Regions from separate parts of the Mus musculus genome. Here all the other regions are linked to region 1. The links are chromatin contacts, called in public Hi-C and promoter capture Hi-C maps. All regions are on one chromosome and are shown on one strand. The core of a region is the stretch at or near the end of the contact, and the rest is flanking DNA. Distances in the headings are between cores, read along the strand shown. Region 1 holds the start of Norad (non-coding RNA activated by DNA damage). Region 2 holds the start of Spag4 (sperm associated antigen 4). Region 3 holds the start of Cpne1 (copine I). Region 4 holds the start of Cep250 (centrosomal protein 250).

Region 1 (4,879 bases), core at 74-2,573:
AACAAAATGGGATAGTGGGAGATAGTGGTTCCTTTCCACTCACGGACCACAGTAGCTTAGAGCTCTGGATTTCCTTCTGGGAACCAGGGCACAAACACAATGCGGTCAACTCAGGAGAGGTTTGGCTTTTCTTCTCCAAACAATAATTCAAATGAATCCTAACAAAAAGGTATTTACAGCATGTTTACTACTTATAAAATATGGCAGGCACTTCAGAGCAGCTAGAAAGACATTACCCCCAAAACCTGGCATTTTCAAACACACTCAAATACACACACACAGGCACACACGCAAACATGGTGTGGGGGGTAAGAAATGAGGACTAAAATGCATACACAATACAATAGGATAAAAAAGAGAGACACGTCTTCTTCACACGACCAATCTGGCTCCGGGCCTCTTCTTCCTCCTGCTGGATCCTCTAAGGTACTGAACAAACAGGGACGAGTGTCGCTCCTGGGTCTTTCTAGAGGCGGCCTAAACAATTCCATTTCAAAATCACTTGCAGAAGACGTGTCCACGATCTTCTTTTTATGGCGACTGGGTATTCACGTCATCTCCTACCTCTCCTTTACCCTGCGTCGGCAATCTCTACAGTTAGACGTCCAGATTTAGCCAGAAGTCTAAAAAGGGTCGGGGGAAAGGTTGAGAGCAGCTTTTTCATATTATATACACAGGACTTCTACGGCGACAGCGTTTCCGAATGGCCGCCTGCGGTTGTCGCGTCTCGGCTTCTCTCGGGTGGAGGGAAGACCCGCGGCCCAAGAATCGATCGTTCCTCTCGCCGTGATTCGGGGCCCCGCTCACCTTCGTCCAGGCCCATCGAGGCCTCGGTTCATCCAGGTCTGCGTGCTCGGCCACGGGTGGGCCTCCCGTCCCGAGCCGGCGATGGCAGAGTGTTCTTGCTCAGACCCGCCGCCTTAGGCCGCAGAAGCCCCGAAGGCCCAGCCTTGGCCTTCAGGTGGATGCCATTCTTCCCGTCATGCCACGCTCGCCGCCACTTTCGAGGCGTCCTCGAAGGCCTGGCTGGGACTCCTCGGTGGGCCCGGCCCTGGAGAGAGGGCGCCGGTGGAGTCGGGGAGGCCGCCGCCATGCAGGCGCATCGTTGGCAGGGCAAGAGTCGCTGCGGAATGGCCGCGTGGCCTAGCCGGTGGCTGCCTCGAGGGCGAGGGCTCCTGGCGTCCGCAGAGTAGGGACCGAGGCTGCTCCCGGGCCCCTCGGGCTCACCCGGCGCGGGCCGAGGCCGTGAGGGGCCCGGGGCGAAGAAGGCCACACTCCCGAGCTCGCTGCGCTCTCTGCCGGAACTGACTTGGCAATTCTTCTCGCCCAGGCTGGAGCGGCACCGGAAGCCCGCAAAAACACCACCGGAGAGCTAACGTTTCCCCAACTGCAAGGTTCCGGCCGGGAGCGGGGGGGGGGGGGGGGGGGGGGAGCCTGGGGTTGGGGGCGGGGGTCTTTTTTTCTTTAAGTCTCTTTACATCTTTTGTAGAGACTAGAAGGCCAAGGGGAGAATAAAAGGCCAAAAGTGAAAAAGAAAAAAAGAAAAAGCCCACACTAGCAGTCCCAGCAATTTGTGATACATTATAAAAATAATTATAGGCAAACGCCTAAGGGCCTGAAGTACTACACTAGTCTCACTAGAAGTGGTGTTATAAACTAATTACCTAGTAAGATAGTGAACTGCTTGCCTCTTATCTACTCAAATACAACCCCATAGAATTTATTATTCCATGAGGCTAAGAAGGCAAATCGGACCCCTCCCCCCACATCACCCCTCTCACAGTTTCTGTCCACGGTGGTGTGTGTGTGTGTGCGTGTGTCTGTCTGTCTGCCTGCCTGTCTGTTTCTGTCTATCTGTGTCTGTGTAAAAGTTTTAGATGCCCTGGAACTGGAATTATAGACAGCTGAGCTGAGCCATCTCTCCAGTCCCCTGGAACAAAGTCTTGAAGGAGGCAAGGGATAACATAGTCTCACAGAGTGTGTGTAAAGAGCCTCCCTAACAGAAGAGAACAGCAAACAGTTAACAGGCTATGAAATGGACCACATAGGCCTTACCTGCTCCACAAAGAGCTAAGGCCAGGGAAGAGAGGAGGGTTGGATCTGGTCAATGAATACAAGACAGAAATGAGAGCCACTGAAGGGCTTTGAGATGTGCCATGAAAGTCAGCGGAATCAGGGACAAGGTCAGAGATGAGAGCCCTTACAGCAGATGGTGACGTATGGTATACAGTAGTTCTCCTGACCCTGGGTTCCCTTTTTCGTTTCAGCTACCCAGAGGTGAACTGCTTCCCAGAAACACTAAGTGGATAATTTCCCAAATAGTCACTGTGTACGTTTTACATTGCCCATAGTCCATGATGCCCCATACCATCCTTCCAGGATGTAATGTGTGCTGTTGTTTACTGCTTCCACTCACTGGTCAGTTAGTCACTCTCTCAGTTATCCGACTGACTATGATCAAACCACACAGCAAGTTCCAGGTTGGCCAAGGCTGTGTAATAAGCACTCTTCTGCCCCACAAAACATGCCAATGGCAACACTATCCTTGGGCCTGGAGAGATGGCTCAGCAGTTAGTGCTTGCTCTATCAGTGGACTAGAGTTTGGATCCCAGCACCTACATCAGGAAGCACAAGATGCCTGTAACTATAAGGAATCCAAAGCCCCTTTAGCTTCTGTTAAAACGCACACTCACATACGCACACGCACGAAAACACAAACACACATGTGGGCTGGAGAGATGGCTCAGCAGTTAAGAGCACTGTCTGTTCTTCCAAAGGTCTTGAGTTCAATCCCCAGCTACCACAGGGTGGCTCACAACCATCTATAAATGGGATCTGATGCCCTCTTCTGGCATACAGGTGTACATGCAGATAGAGCACTCATACATAAAATAAACAAATTTTTAAAAAAAGACAGAATAAAATGTCATAAAATCATTTTTTATTTAATTATGGTTCCAAAGTACAATGCTATAGTGGTTTTAGCAAATTGGACATCACAAAAAAAGCTATGAAGTGCTTCCTTCAGTGAAAAAGATGAACTTTTCTATTTAGTAAGGAAAGAAAAAAACGTGTATGTTGAGAATGATGAGCTCTATAGTAAGTATAGCCCTCCCTGACAACTGTGCTGAGGGTGGAGCCCACAGCCATGGGCATGCTTAGGATTTGCTCTGCCACTGAGCCACCTCTAGCCTAAGCTTACGACTCTTGATGTAAACACACACAGGATCCCAGTCAGAAAGGCCTTTCTGATGAGAAGCTGCAAGAAGACCACAGACTCTTGTCTACGGTAGATGACCAAGGGCCTGAGACAGGGGAATGACTGGAGGGCTAGAAAACTGAAGCAAAGGTCTCTAGCATTGCAAAAGAAGTGCCTGCCAGACTTAGCACCTGCAGAGCAGGAGTGATCCCATGGGGGAGGGTTTCAGACATGAAGGAGGGCTGGGCGGATAAGTGGGCACAGTGACATATCAAGGAATCAGCCATTGTGGTCCCTTTACTGCACTCTGGCTTCCCCCACAGCCAAGCTAGCTGGTATTCCTGGCACCCAGAGACAGCAGTGATACACATTTCCCGCTTTCTTTCAGTGATGATTTCTTAAACAATTTATTTTTATGCACTTTATATGCATTGGTGTTTTACCTGCATGCACGTCTGTGTGAGGGTGTTGTATCCCCTGGAACAGGAGTTACAGACAGGAGCTGCCATGTAGGTGCTGGAAATTAAACCTGGGTCCTCTTAAAGAACAGCCTTAATTGTTAAGCCATCTCTCCAGCCACTTTGTTGATTCTTTTAGACAGGATCTCATCACTATATTGTCCTGGCTAGCCAGGAACTCACTATGTAAACCAGACCGACTTTGAACTCACAGAGATCTACTCGAGGCTGTCTCCCAAGTGCCGGGCTTGTGCTAACACACACCCAGCAGGGCTTCATATGCAGATGTATTCATTGGGCATGTACTCTGGGCCAGGCACCTTAATAACTGAAGACTTTATTTTTGTTGTCTTACTTGATTTGCAAAGCAATCCTGTGAGGTATGTTGTATTACTCTCCTTACAGATAGGGGGCTATGTAATCTGTCTAGTTCTCAGGAAAAGCCTGTAGTTTAATCCAGGTCACCTGACCCCAGAACTCCCTGGAGCACTACAGAAGATTCTAAGGCCTGAGCAGACACTTGCACACAGAAACTCACAGCTTAGACTCGGAGCAGGCAAGCTAAGAAAAGCCTTTGAAGGACTTTCTATCTTGGGCCAGGCTAGAGATAATGGGATGCAGAATTCTGCTCAATTGGGAGGCAGCTTCTGGGCTAAATCTAAATGGTGCCGTTCAATTCTGAATATCAAGGCTGGGGTGCGTAAGTCCAGAAACTCTAAACAAGAATCTGAGGTCAAAGGTGAGCCAGTTCTATCCACCCTGTCCTTGTGGCTATCTCACATTAAGGATAACATGGGAGAAAAGGTACCAAACAAATGTAGTGAATGTTGCTAACACTTCTCCTTGGAAGCCATCACATGTCAGCCCTGTGACACACAGTAGTGTTTATTAGGGCAAAAGCTCTAAGCTCATTAGCAGGAAAGAGTGCTGAGCGTCAAGCCACCCACACATCTTGCCAGAGAAAGAAACAGTGAAGCCTTCCCTGGGCCTAGACATGCAATACCCACCTCCTTATCAACAGATCTGCACCCAGGCAGATCTGATTGGCAGTTGTGTGGAGGTGTCCGCCAACAACCTGATCATAACCCTCACTAGATCACTGCTTGAGTTTAGGAGTCTAATCTGTTCTAGCCCAGAATTTCTCCAGCTTCCATCATCCCCCAAACCAGCTCAACAGTGTCTTCCATGCCTATGTGCCACAGTGTTTTAGTCCCTTTAGGCT
Region 2 (4,755 bases), core at 479-2,978, 330 kb before region 1:
TTGCTGGGTCAGGATTCCCAAATTCAAACCTGTGATGCAACATGATCTCAGAGAAGTAAGTCCTTTTCCCTCGGGAGCTGACAGACTCCCTGTGTAAATCTTGCAGGTTGCACTACATTGTTGCTGTTCCTGGTACAGACATTAATTAGATACAAGCATGTAGTTATTCAAAATGTGGTTCTAGGATAGCAAGATGGCTCAGCAGGTAAAGGCACTTGTTGCCGAGCTTAAAGCTTATTCTCTCTCTGTCTGTCTCTGTCTCTGTCTCTTTCTCTCTCTGTCTCTCTGTCTCTCTGTCCCTCTGTCTCTCTCTCAGCTGGGAGTTGTGGTACATGCCTTTACCTCAGAGCTTGGGAGGTGGGGGAGGCAGGCAGATCTGAGCTCCAGACTGGCTTTGGCTGCATAGTGAGACTCTGTTTTAAAAGTGAATAGGAGGGGCCATAATAAATGTTTTAGTGTGTTGGATGATGCTCTGTTCCTTCCTAATATTTACTGCTTCCCTAAATACTAGGGCACTTACCAGGCTAGACCCGTCTAGGTACTGCAGGATACAGAAGTGAACAAAATCTAGGTGCCATTGTAGCTGGTCATGATGGACATGATGACATGCCCATAGTCTCAGGCTTGGGAGACTGTACCGGGAGTATGGTCCTGACTCGGGACCATCCTGGGTTATATATCCAGTACCAGGCTAGCAAAAGAATCAAAGCAAAACCTCTTGTCTAAATTACATAGGAGATTGGGGCAATGTCATAATCAATAAAATGTGCGGAAGCCCGGGGACCCATGTGCAGATACCCAGCACTGTAGGTAAAAAGCGACAGACCAGAGCTCAGGGGACTGTGATCCCGACTCTGAAGAGAGAGAAACAGCAGAATCCCTAGGACCCGTTGGTTAGCTCTCTAGTCAAACTTGTAAGAGACCGTGACTCAGAACAGAGAGGAGGAGTTGAGATGGCCCAGTGGATAAACCTCACGCTTGCTGCCTAAGCATGAGGACTTGCTTGTAAACCCCGAATCCACATAAACAGAGGGTGCTGTGGTACTTGCCTGTCACTGAAGCTCTGTGGGAGTAGGGACAAGTGGAACCATGGAGTCGTCCCAGCCCTCGTTCAATGGTTCTCAAACTGTGGGTCGGGACCTCCTTTGCAAACCTCTATCTCCAAAAGTTTATTCATAACAGTAGCAAAATTACAGGTTTTCTTTTAAAGACTTATTTATTTTATGTATATGAGTACACAGTTGCTGTCTTCAGACACACCAGAAAAGGGCATCGGATCCCATTACAGATGGTTGTGAGCCACCATGTGGTTGCTGGGAATTGAACTCAGGACCACTGGAAGAGCAGTGAGTGCTCTTAACCGCTGAGCCACCTTTCCAGTCCAACAAAAATATAGTTATGAAATAACAATGAGAATAATTTTATGGTTGGAGGTCACCCAACATGAGGAACTGTATTTAAAGGTCGCAGCATTAGGAAGATTGAGAACCGCTGGGGCCTAGTTGAAAAAACAAAACAAAAAAGTGAGCCCCAGGTTCAGAAAGAGAGAATCTATCTCGAAAGCTAAGGTGGGGAGCAGGAGAAGACAGCAGCAGAGATCAACTTCTGGATGGACACACACACACACACACACACACCCAAACCATGAACAAAAATGTATCAGGAAAGGGGGATGGGCTGCTGGCTCCCAGTGACGTCACGGGCGCTCTGTGACGCGGCTCCTCTGTGACGGTGACAACAGCACAGCAGCGGGAGGGTCGGCCGAGCCGCCGCGGGGCTCACGCAGGGTGCTACCCTGCGGCGCGAGGCAGCTGAGGAAGGGCCGAGGGCTTTGGCTGCGGCGACTTCGGCTTCCCAGAGGGGTAGCCCAGGTCAGGATGCGGCGGAGCCCCCGCTCAGGCTCGGCCGCATCCTCTCATAATCACACACCCAACTTCTACAGCGAGAACAGCAATAGTTCCCACAGCGCGACTTCGGGGGACAGCAATGGGCGCCGGTCCGCTGGGCCGGAGCTCGGGGAGCCCGAGGGCAGAAGGGCCCGGGGCTCGAGCTGTGGTGAGCCCGCCTTAAGCCCAGGAATGCCCGGAGGAGACACATGGGCAGGAAGCTCTCGGCCGAAGCTGGCGCCTCGGAGCCACAATGGGCAGACCGCCTGTGGCGCGGCAACCGTGAGGGGCGGGGCCTCGGGTGCGGGCGGGGTCGAACCCGGGGGCGAGAGGGCGGGGCGGGCTCGGGGGCGGGGCCCGGCGCGGACCTGGGTGCAGAAGCCCCGACCTGGCTCACGAGGGGACGTGCTCGACACGTGTCCCTCGGGGGCGAGCTCGGTGCCATGGCCGGTCCCGGGAGGGGGCGGAGGAAATCCTGTGCCTGGGCATGGCTGAGGAGGTGCCGCAGGGCCGGCGTGAGTGTGACCCTAGTCCGGCCGCACGGGGACTCAGACTGGGGGGCGGTTTCCACTGATTGAGACTCTCCAGCTCCGGGTCTGGGCGTGTGCAGGGAGTGTGACCTGGGGCAAAGGCCTGGACTAAAAGCCTGTTTGAGAGGCTGCCCAGCTGTTTGGCACTAGGGTCAGGAGCCTGCGCCCGGGCCCCGAGGGGAAGAGCGGGCCTGTGGTGCACAAAACCTCAATGGTGCCCTGGGCTCTTGCAGAACCGTCTGGATCTTCTGTAGTTTTGGAGGAACAACTCAACCTTCTCCCGATCCTGGATCTGAGGCAGGAGATGCCTACCCCGAGGGTGTCCAAGAGCTTCCTGAGTACGAGCCAGGCCAGCCCCATCCCCTCTGACCTTGGCACTCAGAACCCCATTTCTGCTGAGTCTGAGTCAGAGAAACCAGCCCAGATGCCCTTTGACCTCTGCTCTCGGACCCCCGCCCCTGTTCCCAGTTCTCCTCCTCGAGCCTGTGCCCTAGTGTCCAGCCTCAGCTCATTTCCCCAAACGACCCTTGCCTCCTGAGCCCCAGACTCTTGTCCTCCGCACCACCCCAGTCCCCACCCCGGCTTCTCTTGAGCCCTTCTGAACCTGCACTACCTCACCTTCATGGATCACCCTCTCTGAGCTGCTTCTCCGGTCTCCGTCCCTAGGCCTCCTCTTTCAGGTGCTGAGCATGGTGTTATCCCTGGCAGTCGATGGGCTGGTCTGTGTGTGCAGGTCAGAGGGAACGGCAGGGCTCAGGGAAGGGCAGCAGGGCTGGCCCCACCCAGGCTAGAGCAGATCCAGATCTGCTTGAGTTCCCAGAAACTGGGCGGGTCTAGGACCCCCACGGTCGAGGCTTGAGTGGTTCAGGGCCTCTAGGCAGCAGCTTCCACTCCTGTTCTTTAGGGAAATCTGCTCCATCCGCTTCCTGTTCACTGCTGTGTCGCTCCTGAGCATCTTTCTGGCAGGTGAGGAGCATCGATTCCCTGGGACCCAGCTCTGCAGGTTTGGGGCCAAGTCCAGCCCCCCCCCCCCGAACTCCGTCTTGGTGGCCTTCAGCCCATTCTAGTGACCCCCCCCATCTTGGTCTCCCGAGTGTGCTCCGGCAGCCCTAGGTTTCACCCCAACTCCTTGCTTTCTTCCTTGTCCTCTTACATCAGAGGACACCTTTCCTCTTTTTCTTCCTCCAGCACTCTGGTGGGGGCTCCTGTACCTGATCCCTCCTTTGGAGAACGTGAGTTGGGGAGACCTATGTCTCCAGGTGGGGTGAGGTTGTGTGTATGTGGGGGGCATCCCTGGGCTGTTGGGATGGGGGCAGTGTAGGAAGCACTGAGTATAAATCCCCATGGGCCAACCAAGAATGGTAGGGCAATGTTGACAGAGAAGGGTGCTTACTGGTCCCTTCCTCCACAGGAACCTACGGAGATGCTGACTCTAAGGTGAAAGGGCAGCTGGGGCAGGCCTGGGCAACACTGGCAATGCCTCTGTGGGTGCTTTCTGAGAGGAATGCACAGGGACAGGTAGCTAACTGCATGGTACCCACCTCCCAACTACAGCCAATACCACCACCGCGTGCATTCCCAGGGCCAGCAACTGCAGCAGCTCCAGGCAGAACTGAATAAACTCCACAAGGAGGTGTCCAGCGTTCGTGCAGCCCACAGTGAGGTGGGCTATGGCCCAGCTGGGAGGCTCAGGGGTCTAGCTGTGTTCACTTGGAAGACTGGGTCCCAGTGTGGGGAATCTTTCTCAAGGCCCTTAAGTTCCTACCTCAGAGCATCGAGTTACTGAGAAGCAGGCCTGCCTATAAGCTAGTTCACAGTCCTCCTGGGTCACCCTCTGCCTTTCTAGAGAGTGGCCAAGCTCGTGTTCCAGAGGCTGAATGAAGACTTCGTGCGCAAACCTGACTATGCACTGAGCTCTGTGGGTAAGACACAGAGAGATGTGGAAAGAGCTGGAGTGACGGTCCTAGACAGCCATTCTACCGCGCTGTTGAGAAGTCCCAGTAGGAGCCCCTGAAATTGACTTGTGCCTGTTCCAGGAGCCTCCATCGACCTGGAGAAGACGTCCAGTGACTACGAGGACCAGAACACTGCCTACTTCTGGAACCGCTTGAGCTTCTGGAACTATGCCCGCCCGCCTTCTGTCATATTGGAGGTGGGCCTGGAGCCAGAGGGCTTGGGGACAGTACCAAGGGGCAAGAGCTGGGGACAGGAGTCAGCCTGGTGCAGGGAGGAGTGGAGCCCAGGTCAGTTTGGCTCCAGGAGGCACTCCCCACTGGAAGAAGAATCTGGCATATTATGGTAGGGCGCCAACCAGGCAGAATCTGGACTTAACACTGAAG
Region 3 (4,674 bases), core at 577-3,076, 280 kb before region 1:
AATTGTAAAAGAAGCCTAAAGTATATAACTAGTAGCCTAGAGCAGTAACCACCACAGTGGTTTGATGGTCTCAGATCCGAACATAAAATTATACATTACAATCCACAGTGACCAACATTTAATCAAACACAAGGTGATATAAAAATATAACACGTTTTGATAAACTATCCAATACGCCTTGTGAAATCACCTAAACACAAACATTTCATTTCCTTCCAAAATTATATTCGAAGTTATGTGAACAGTTCTTCCACAATCACTTTCTACAAATCCAAAAGTCTCCATCTCATCAAAAGCAACAAGTTTCAAAAACAAGTACATCAGTTTTATTTACCTATTTTTTTTAAATAAAGATTTTTTTGTAGGATTTTTTTCCAACTGCAAACGCTCTTTAACATTTTAACAGTATACAATGGTTAACAAGGTCCCGGACAATTTTTGTTTCTAAGACTGAAGTTCACCAAAAATTACAGCTCAAACTATCCAAAAAGCCCTGAAAGAAATAGTCTCTCCCTTGAGTTGCCATCCATCCTAGTTTTTTCCCACCAAGTCATATAATAAGATTCGCATCAACTTAAATCTTAACGTACACAATAAAATGGTTTCTGCCAACTGCACACACTCAGTCATCTCGGAATCTAGGAGCCAAGAAGGCTTTAGGACCCAGAATACTTCTGCAACACAGCCTGTAATTCGCAACTTTATCTACCAGAATGAATGGATCTTTAGCACTTGAATAAACCACAGGGGACTCCTTAGAACTTCCAATAAAACACACACTTAGGTTACTAACTCGCTTACTAACACGGGCACTCCAACCTGCTACGTTAGTCCATACCCCAATACTAACCTGTAGATCTTTAAAATGCCTTTCCTTCTATTTTACGCGGCTGCAAAGTGGCGCCGCCAACCTTCAGACAGTAAGTAAGCTATCTAAGACACCCACCCTCCTTCCTCCAACTCCCAAAGGTGCTGCAGATAGCAGCCCCTCCCCTAGTTGGGAATCAAGGACCAGCCATCCTAGCTACAATTCTTCAAGCCTCTCCGACCTACAGGGCGGCTCCAATCACCTACACTTAGGAAGCCCCTCCTCAGCGCTAGACCTAGGAAGCTATACACTGCAATCCCTGCACCTCCAGGCCCTAAAAGCGACCGGTTCCCAGCCTCCCAGGACACCTTTCCTCCCCATAGGAATGTCCCTAGTGTAGTCCACTTTTGCAGGTCATAGGCCACTAGGACCTCTTCACTTCGGGGCAGAGGTGAGAGTTAAAACCTCGTTCCCGCTTAAAGCCAACGAAGCCTTCCCCACTAAGCGTGCAGGCGTTTTCATCGCAATCCCCCCCCCCCCGACCCGGTAGTTCGCAGGCCGCGAGGCCACCCGATGCTGGCCGCTTCCCCTCTCAGGACCACCGGGCATCCCCGCTAAGGCCCTGCTCCCACTTCGGCACGCAGACTCCACCTTTCGCATCCTCGGAGGCCCCGGAGCGTGAGCGGCGCCCCAGGACCCCCGCAGCCCCGCCGCGACCCTTTGTGTTGGGCGCTCGCGGCCGCGGGCTCCGAGGCCTGGGAAGGCCCCGCCCCGAGGCACCAAGGAGGCGGCTCGAGCCCCGCACAGCCCCGCCCGTTCCGGGGCTGCGGGAGTCTTACCGGGGAGAGCTTGCGCGGCACCAGAACCCAGACCCGAGTTACCCCCCGCGCGAGTGCCTCAGCCCTGCGGCCGACAGCCCCAGCCCGAACGGCTTTCCCGGAGCCCACTGCAGCCAACACCTCCACAGCCGCTTCACAAAATGGCCGCCCGCCCGCTCCGGCGCTCCGCGTTCCCGGAGTAGGCGGGGCGCCGCTGCCGACGTCACCTGATGGGAGACGCAGGCGCGCTGAGGATTTGGGGTGGGGGCAAAAGCTCGGAAGTTGCAGGTATTTGTGGTGAACCCGGTATTTTAGTAGCTGTTTGCAAAGTCAGACCTGAAGCTATTGTCCAAGGTTCCTTGCAGAGCTTTTAAAGTACAGGCTCCTTTGGCTCTTGGAGACCCCCGTGAAGGGAGAAAAACAATGCCTTCACTGCAGAACTGTCTTGAGGATTAAACGCACCAAGAAGCAAAAGCTTGAACCTTTTTTTGACTATTGAAAAAAAAAAAAATGGGAGGCAGAGGCAGGCGAATTCTGAGTTCGAGGCCAGCCTGGGCTACAGAGTGAGTTCCAGGACAGCCAGGACTATACAGAGAAACCCTGTCTCGAAAAACCAAAAAAGAAAGAAAGAAAGAAAGAAAGAAAGAAAGAAAGAAAGAAAGAAAGAAAGAAAGAAAGAAAGAAAGAAAGAAAGAAAGAAAGAAAGAAAGAAAGAAAGAAAGAAAGAAAGAAAGAAAGAAAGAAAGAAAGAAAGAAAGAGAAAGAAAGAGAGAGAAAGAAAAGAAAGAAAGAAAGAAAGAAAAAGGAAGGAAGGAAGGAAGAGAAAGAAAGAAAGAAAGAAAGAAAGAAAGAAAGAAAGAAAGAAAGAAAGAAAGAAAGAAAGAAAGAAAGAAAGAAAGAAAGAAAGAAAGAAAGAAAGAGAAAATAATCCTGCTTGGCAGTGGTGGCACAAGCCTCTAATCCCCGCACTTGGGAGGCAGAGGCAGGCAGATTTCTGAGTTTGAGACCAGCCAGCACTACACAGAGAAACCCTGTCTTAAACACACACAGAAAGAAAGAAAGAAAGAAAGAAAGAAAGAAAGAAAGAAAGAAAGAAAGAGAGAGAGAGAGAGAGAGAGAGAGAGAGAGAGAGAGAGAGAGAGAGAGAGAGAGAGAGAGAGAGAGAGAGAGAAAGGAAGAAAGGAAGGAAGGAAGGAAGGAAGGAAGGAAGGAAGGAAGGAAGGAAGAGAAAATATTCTTCTGCCATGGGGCTGGAGAGATGTCTCAAAGGTTAAAAGCTCATACTGCTCTTCCTGGCATCTTAAATTCTATGAGCTACATGGAGTGGCTCACAACCTCCTGTAACTCCAGCCTCAAATCTGACTCCCTCCTCTGGCCTCTGTAGGCAGCGACACTAATATGTACAAACTCTCACACAGAGACATTAATAAAAATAAATATAAAAAGAGTAAAATATCTTTCAATATTTCCTATAATCCCCAGTATTTGATTATACAGGGAGACCTAGGCTCTACCAGACTCTGCCCCTTGATTTTGTGTGTGTGTGTGTGCGAGAGAGAGAGAGAGAGAGAGAGAGAGAGAGAGAGAGAGAGAGAGAGAGAGAGAGAGAGAGAGCGCATGCGCGCGGGCAAATAAGAGGGATGGAGAGAGAGAGGAGAGAGACAGAGAGAAAGAGAGAAAGAAAGAGATTTTCTTGCCTCTATCTCCTGGAATTTTGGTGTGTACCTCCTTGTCTGGACCTAAGCTTTTCATAGTCACTGTGCCTTAAGATCAGGATCAAAAGCCTGTGACTTCCATTTCTGAATTGTTGTTCATTCCAGACTAAAAGTCCTAGAGAAGTCAATAACCCAGTAATAATGATGCCTAATATAATAGAACTATTCTGTGTTAAATGGCAAATGAATAAACAATAAGCTTAGCTGGGTAGGACCAAGCCCCAAGGTCACCACGCCCTTAATCTGCTTGAACAAGGGATTCAGCTCCATTTCCCTACCTGAACCGGATATTTTATATTTTTTCCTTTCTAAGCTTGCTACGCTTGTTCAAAATGCTCTTCATGAGACTTTCCCAGAGAACAAAGTCTCTAAAAAAGTTGGGCTTTTTTGAGATTTCCTTTGTCAATGTAATTAATATAAATCCCTTTACCTTAGCCTCAGCCAGACTCCTCATACAAGGGCAAAAAGTGACATATTCTTCTCCAAAATATCACAAGAGCAGTCTCTAGGCCACATACTGAAATTCTTCTTCACTGAAACCTCTTGGGCCATATCTACACAGTTGAAATCACCCTCAGCACCTATGTCTTCCATATTCTTCCTAGGATAGCCCTTTAAGCCCCACTTAAACCATTCCACTGTTTCCCAAATCCAAATCCCCAAAATCTACCTTCCTCCCAACAAAAACATGGTCAGGCCTATCACAGCAATACCCCACACCTAATACCAACTTCTGCCTTAATTAGGGATTTACTGCTGTGAACAGAAACTATGACTGAGGCAACTCTTATAAGGCCAACATTTTTTTTTAAGATTTATTTATTTATTTATTATATGTAAGTCTTAATAGCGTTCGCGCGCCCGACGAGGAAGAACACAACAGACCAGAATCTTCTGCGGCAAAACTTTATTGCTTACATCTTCAGGAGCTAGGAGCGCAAACCCCCAGCCCCAAAAGCGAAAGCCCCTTCAATAATCTTTAGGAGCCAGAGCTCCGGCGCGCTAAAGCGCAGAGCGCGCTCTATTGTTTACATCTTTAGGCAGCGAGAGAGCGCAGGGCGCGCAGAGCCAGAGAGATGCCAGCGAGAGAGAATGGCGGAAACCCGTCTCCTTTTTAGGAGAGTTATATTTCGCCTAGGACGCATCACTGCCTGATTGGCTGCAGCCCATGGCCGAGCTGACGTTCACGGGAAAAGCAGAGTACAAGTAGTCGTAAAATACCCTTGGCACATGCGCAGATTATTTGTTTACCACTTAGAACACAGGATGTCAGCGCCATCTTGTGACGGCGAATGTGGGGGCGGCTCCCAACATCTCCCCCTTTCCTTTTAAT
Region 4 (4,636 bases), core at 900-3,399, 440 kb before region 1:
TGGATACTTACTCAATGCCTATGAGACTATACATGAAGCATTCAGAATAACTCACTCTCACAAGTTTATGAAACTTAAATTTCAGAGAGGAAACATGTGAAAACAATAAGTCAGTAAATAAAAGGCAGAATTTCTATGAAAGAAACAAGAAACCATGATGGGAAAACATAGAGTAAGTTTTATTTCTCAAAAATTATCTTGTTGCCTGGCAGTGGTGTCTTTGCCTCTAATCCCAGCACTTTGGTGGAACAACCAGGGCTACACAGAGAAGCCCTATTTTGAAAAACCAACCAACCAACCAACTAACCCCAAAAACCTAAAACGTTTAAAAAGCTATAGGGTGTTTATCTCTGTTCCCTAGCTCTCTCCTCTCTTTCCCTTCTCCCTGCCCGCCAACCCCCAACCCCGTGTATAATTCAGAATGTTCTGGAACTCCTCCTGTAGACCAGGCTCTAACTCAGAGATCTGCCTGCCTCTGTTTCCCCAGGGCTGGGTGTAAAGGCGTGTGCCTCCACTGTTCAGCTGTCTGGCTCTCTCATGTTCACACCACCTCACACCACCTATACATTAATTAGTTCACTCAACACTTCTGGGCATCTGTTTTGTATCAGATGGCCTTGTACTGTGTGCTAGAGTCACAGATGCCCAAGAAGGACTCTGTCTCGTGTAGTTCCCATAGTGCATAATCATCTGGGGTATTTGCAAGAATGCAGATTCCTGGCTTCACCTTTGGTCTACTGAGTCTTCAGGAATTGAATCGAAGTGTCAAGTCCCACCTCGTGTCTTGGTATATACTGAGATGATTCATTTCTTTGTTTTTGCTTATTTGTTTGTTTTGTCTCTACTAAAATTATAACCAACTGGGAATCAAATAAAAATTTAATGCTGGCCTGGAGAGATGGCTCAGGGGTTATATAGCAGTGACTGCTTTTCCAGAGGTCCTGAGTTCAATTCTCAGCAACCTCATGGTGCTCACAACCATCTGTAATGGGATCGGACGCCCTCTTCTGGTGTGTCTGAAGACAGCTACAGTGTACTAATATAAATGAATAAAAAATTCACACACACACAAAAGAAAGAAAGAAAGAAAGAAAGAAAGAAAGAAAGAAAGAAAGAAAGAAAGAAAGAAAGAAAGAAAGAAAGAAGGGAGGGAGGGAGGGAGGAAGAAAGAAAGGAGGGAGGGAGGGAGGAAGAAAGAAAGAAAGAAGGGGAAGAAGGAAGGGAGGGAGGGAGGGAGGGAGGGAGGGAGGGAGGGAGGGAGGAAGGAAGGAAGGAAGGAAGGAAGGAAGAAAGAAAGAAAGAAAGAAAGAAAGAAAGAAAGAAAGAAAGAAAGAAAGAAAGAGAGAAAGAGAGAAAGAGAGAAAGAGAGAAAGAGAGAAAGAGAGAAAGAGAAAGAAAAGCCGGGCAGTGGTGGCGCACGCCTTTAATCCCAGCACTTGGGAGGCAGAGGCGGGCGGATCTCTGAGTTTGAGGCCAGCCTGGTCTACAGAGTGAGTTCCAGGACAGCCAGGGCTACACAGAGAAACCCTGACTCGAAAAACCAAAATAAATAAATAAATAAATGAAAAAAATCAATGCTAAGAAAATGCGTCAATAATGATTGTACAATATATTATCAAAATAACTCCCCGTTCCTAGCGGAACGCAGTCAAGTAGCGGTAGTCATAACCGGACAAAGTAGCCAACGACACAGTTGTTTGCGAATGTTCTGTTTCCTGGGGCTGCGTGGAGGATCAGTAAAGATCTAAAGCTGAGACATTCGTTTGCCCAGATTTAACTGGAGCTAGGTGCTTTCACCCAGTTACTGTACTTGGCTTTGTTGGTGAGACAGTGCGCAGGTGCACCGAGACCTTGGCTACACGCATGCGCAGTACTTAACTCTGAAGCCACAGGCGGGAGCTTACGGGCGAGTGTTTCTTCTCCACCTCAGAACGTTCAGTGCTAGAATTCAGAGACGGTGACTGTCTTTACTTTTGGAGAGCGACCTTGGTCTCACTATATCCCCCCCTTTCCTTTTGGGCTTCTCTAGTAAGTTGGCTGCCAGTACTTAATATGGCGAGAGGTTTGCAGCGGCGCACTCATTCCCGGCGCTCGGCTGGACTGGGCTGGGCGGTTCCCCACGAAAGGGCGGGAGTTTGACGGGCGGGGCCTGGCCTCCAGACTGAGGGCGGCCCCAGGCCGGGCCTGCAGGTTGCTGCAGCGGCCTCGGTAGCTGCGGAGCGCTTCGGGATCCCCGGGAACCGACTCTGGTGAGGTGGGCAGGGGCAGGCGGGAGGCGCTGAGCGTAACGGTCCGAGGTCCAGGGCCTGGGCGCCCGCGGGGATGTCGCCTGGACAGCGGCTTCCTGTATCCCGGGAGGCACCCCGGGCCCAGAGAGGGGCTGGGACCTGTCCCAGTGGTCGGGGCCTGCCTGCCTCAGTTTCCTGCTGCAGCCGCCGCCCAGAGAACCTCACACTCGGGTGGCCCACTGTCGTAGCCCGGAGCTGACGGGATGAGATGCTGCGCGCCCTGCGGATCACGCTCCGTGCACCCGGGAGTTTTGCAGCGCCCTGTGCTCATACGGCTTTGCATGTGATCTTCCCCTGAAAGTCCGCTCTCAGCCCACTGCCCCATTATCAGAACTTTGATTTTTCAGAACTCAAAGATCACTTCTTTAAAAATCTTTCTTGAGGCCTGCTCCAGGCTCAACTGATCAGATTCTTGCCTTTTGCGAACTTTGCCCAAGTCAGTGTTCTGCCACTCTTTCTTGTTCTGGGCTTGTTAGAAATCATGTCCTTTTTTTTCAACTCTTATGCCCTATGATGACTACTAGTAACTAAAAAAAAGTTACTGAATAGTCGAAAGATGACAGCTCTATTAAATGCATTACCTACAAAGGCCCCTTTAATCCATGCAGCGATCTATGGTGTGCGTTCTGTATATTCACGTTTTATGCACGAAGAAACAAGCACTTATAAATCAAGTTTCACAATGAGCTAGAACCCCCTACGAATATTATGACTTAACTAGATTGCCTTTAGTTTGCTGTTTATACGTTAGCCTGTAAGATATGGAGGTCAGGGTTGCAACTCACGTTTCAATAAAAGGGCTGCTTTTTTTTTTAACCCAGCGTCTTATGCAGCCAGTCAGTGTTGAGATTTCAGGCCTGTGAGTCTAGGCTGGGCCCTGAGAAAGCTTATGAAGTAGGATTGATAATATTACCAAATCGATAGTTTTCTTAACAAAAATCAAGGCCAGCTCTGCACTGTCTTACTGGTACATCTACACCCTGTGCTGCAGGAACATATTGTCACATTTTGCTCAAATTACCTCAGAAAGCTTCAGGTGTGGATGTCATTAATTCATTCCCCTTAGGAAATGCTCTGCAGTGCTGTGAGTTTTATATTTTTTGATTTTGGCAGCTAATGAAATGAGAATAGAATTTGGAATTGAATTAGACTTTGATTTCCGCTTTGCTACTAACCAGTTGCGCCTGGTGGACACGTGAAGGCTATAGAGGACGTTGTGGAGATGTCTTTAGCCTTCGTGTGGGTTAGAATCATTAGGCCAACTCCTTACCTGTGGAACCATGCTCCCATGTAAAAAATATTTAGTTTTAAGCCGGGTGTGGTGGCGCACGCCTTTAATCCCAGCACTTGGGAGGCAGAGGCAGGCGGATCTCTGAGTTTGAGGCCAGCCTGGTCTACAAAGTGAGTTCCAGGACAGCCAGGGCTACACGGAGAAACCCTGTCTCGAAAAACAACAAACAAACAAACAAAAAACAACAACAAAATTTTGTTTTAATTATGTGTATGGGGGCAGCAGAGTGGATACAAATGCAGGTATCAGAGCTGTAGACCTCCTGGAACTGAGTTAGAGGCAGCTGTTAGTATGTGATGAGAACTGAATTTGCATGCCCTGCAAGAGCAATCTGGCCTCAAACTCAGGGATCTACTACCTCCTGCCTCCCACTCGCAGGGATCAAAGGAGTGCACCATCATGTCCAGCTTACATTGCCATTTTCTGAATCCTACTTTTCTTTCATCCTTTCCTTTTTTTTTTTTTTTTTTTTTTTTTGAGACAGGGTTTCTCTGTGTAGTCCTGGCTGTCCTGGAACTCACTCTGTAGACCAGGCTGGCCTCAAACTCAGAAATCCGCCTGCCTCTGCCTCCCAAGTGCTGGGATTAAAGGCGTGCACCACCACGCCTGGCTCATCTTTTTTTCTCTTTTTTGGGATTTTATTTATTTTTATTTCATATGTATGAGTGCTTTGTATGTGTGTCTGGGGGCATTAGAAGTTGAAGAGACCCTTGCATCCTCCAGGTAGTTACAAGTCACACATAGTCACGCCTGCCTCTGCCTCCCAAGTGCTGGGATTAAAGGTGTGCGCCACCACGCCTGGCTGAGGACAGTAATCTTAATCCCTCTAAGTTTTTACTTTGTGGTAATGGAAGTTGCAGCTGATTATTGTACGCGTGAAACACTATCCATTGTTTATGATCTTACTTTTGCTCTGTGAACAGCTGTGGAGCTGCCGACATTTTGTAAAGCTGTGTTGGTGATCAGAAGGATCACGTTACTTAATGTTGTTCATATAATGGCATAATATATAACGGCACTTCATACACCAGGTCTGTTTCACGAGCTGGGAATGCAG

The links. Promoter capture Hi-C pulls out the DNA fragments that hold promoters and counts their contacts. Hi-C and Micro-C count contacts between places; a contact is called where the count stands out from the background.
Region 2: a contact with region 1 is called in a promoter capture Hi-C map of liver, with 2.1 times the contacts expected there. The contact joins the promoter of Spag4 here to the promoter of Norad in region 1. A contact is called at or near these places in 1 of 39 promoter capture datasets (liver), 1 of 115 datasets of contacts at active chromatin or transcription factors (memory CD8 T cells) and 1 of 9 other capture datasets (adipose tissue).
Region 3: a promoter capture Hi-C map of neutrophils shows a contact between it and region 1, with 2.9 times the contacts expected there. The contact joins the promoter of Cpne1 here to the promoter of Norad in region 1. A contact is called at or near these places in 3 of 39 promoter capture datasets (3T3-L1-derived adipocytes, liver and neutrophils).
Region 4: a contact with region 1 is called in a Hi-C map of B cells, with 11 read pairs. The contact joins the promoter of Cep250 here to the promoter of Norad in region 1. A contact is called at or near these places in 3 of 39 promoter capture datasets (the 3T3-L1 cell line, the C10 cell line and pre-B cells), 1 of 484 Hi-C or Micro-C datasets (B cells) and 1 of 115 datasets of contacts at active chromatin or transcription factors (T-cell acute lymphoblastic leukemia).

The regions. Positions count from the first base shown.
Region 1 is chr2:156,391,656-156,396,534 of GRCm38.p6, forward strand. It overlaps Norad (non-coding RNA activated by DNA damage), which reads right to left and starts at 1,324. Exons shown (of 1, transcript NR_024329.1): 1 at 1-1,324. The region is part of intron 2 of Gm14170 (a long non-coding RNA gene); the gene reads right to left.
Region 2 is chr2:156,063,485-156,068,239 of GRCm38.p6, forward strand. Spag4 (sperm associated antigen 4) reads left to right here and starts at 1,729. Exons shown (of 12, transcript NM_139151.4): 1 at 1,729-2,187; 2 at 2,650-2,754; 3 at 3,083-3,149; 4 at 3,321-3,382; 5 at 3,605-3,648; 6 at 3,828-3,853; 7 at 3,971-4,079; 8 at 4,263-4,338; 9 at 4,453-4,568. The coding sequence starts at 1,878. Gm39970 (a long non-coding RNA gene) reads right to left here and starts at 1,130. Exons shown (of 3, transcript XR_866890.1): 1 at 521-1,130.
Region 3 is chr2:156,110,139-156,114,812 of GRCm38.p6, forward strand. It overlaps Cpne1 (copine I), which reads right to left and starts at 1,827. Exons shown (of 16, transcript NM_170590.3): 1 at 1,648-1,827. Rbm12 (RNA binding motif protein 12) reads right to left here and starts at 1,827. Exons shown (of 3, transcript NM_029397.3): 1 at 1,648-1,827.
Region 4 is chr2:155,954,409-155,959,044 of GRCm38.p6, forward strand. Cep250 (centrosomal protein 250) reads left to right here and starts at 2,150. Exons shown (of 33, transcript NM_001130000.1): 1 at 2,150-2,249.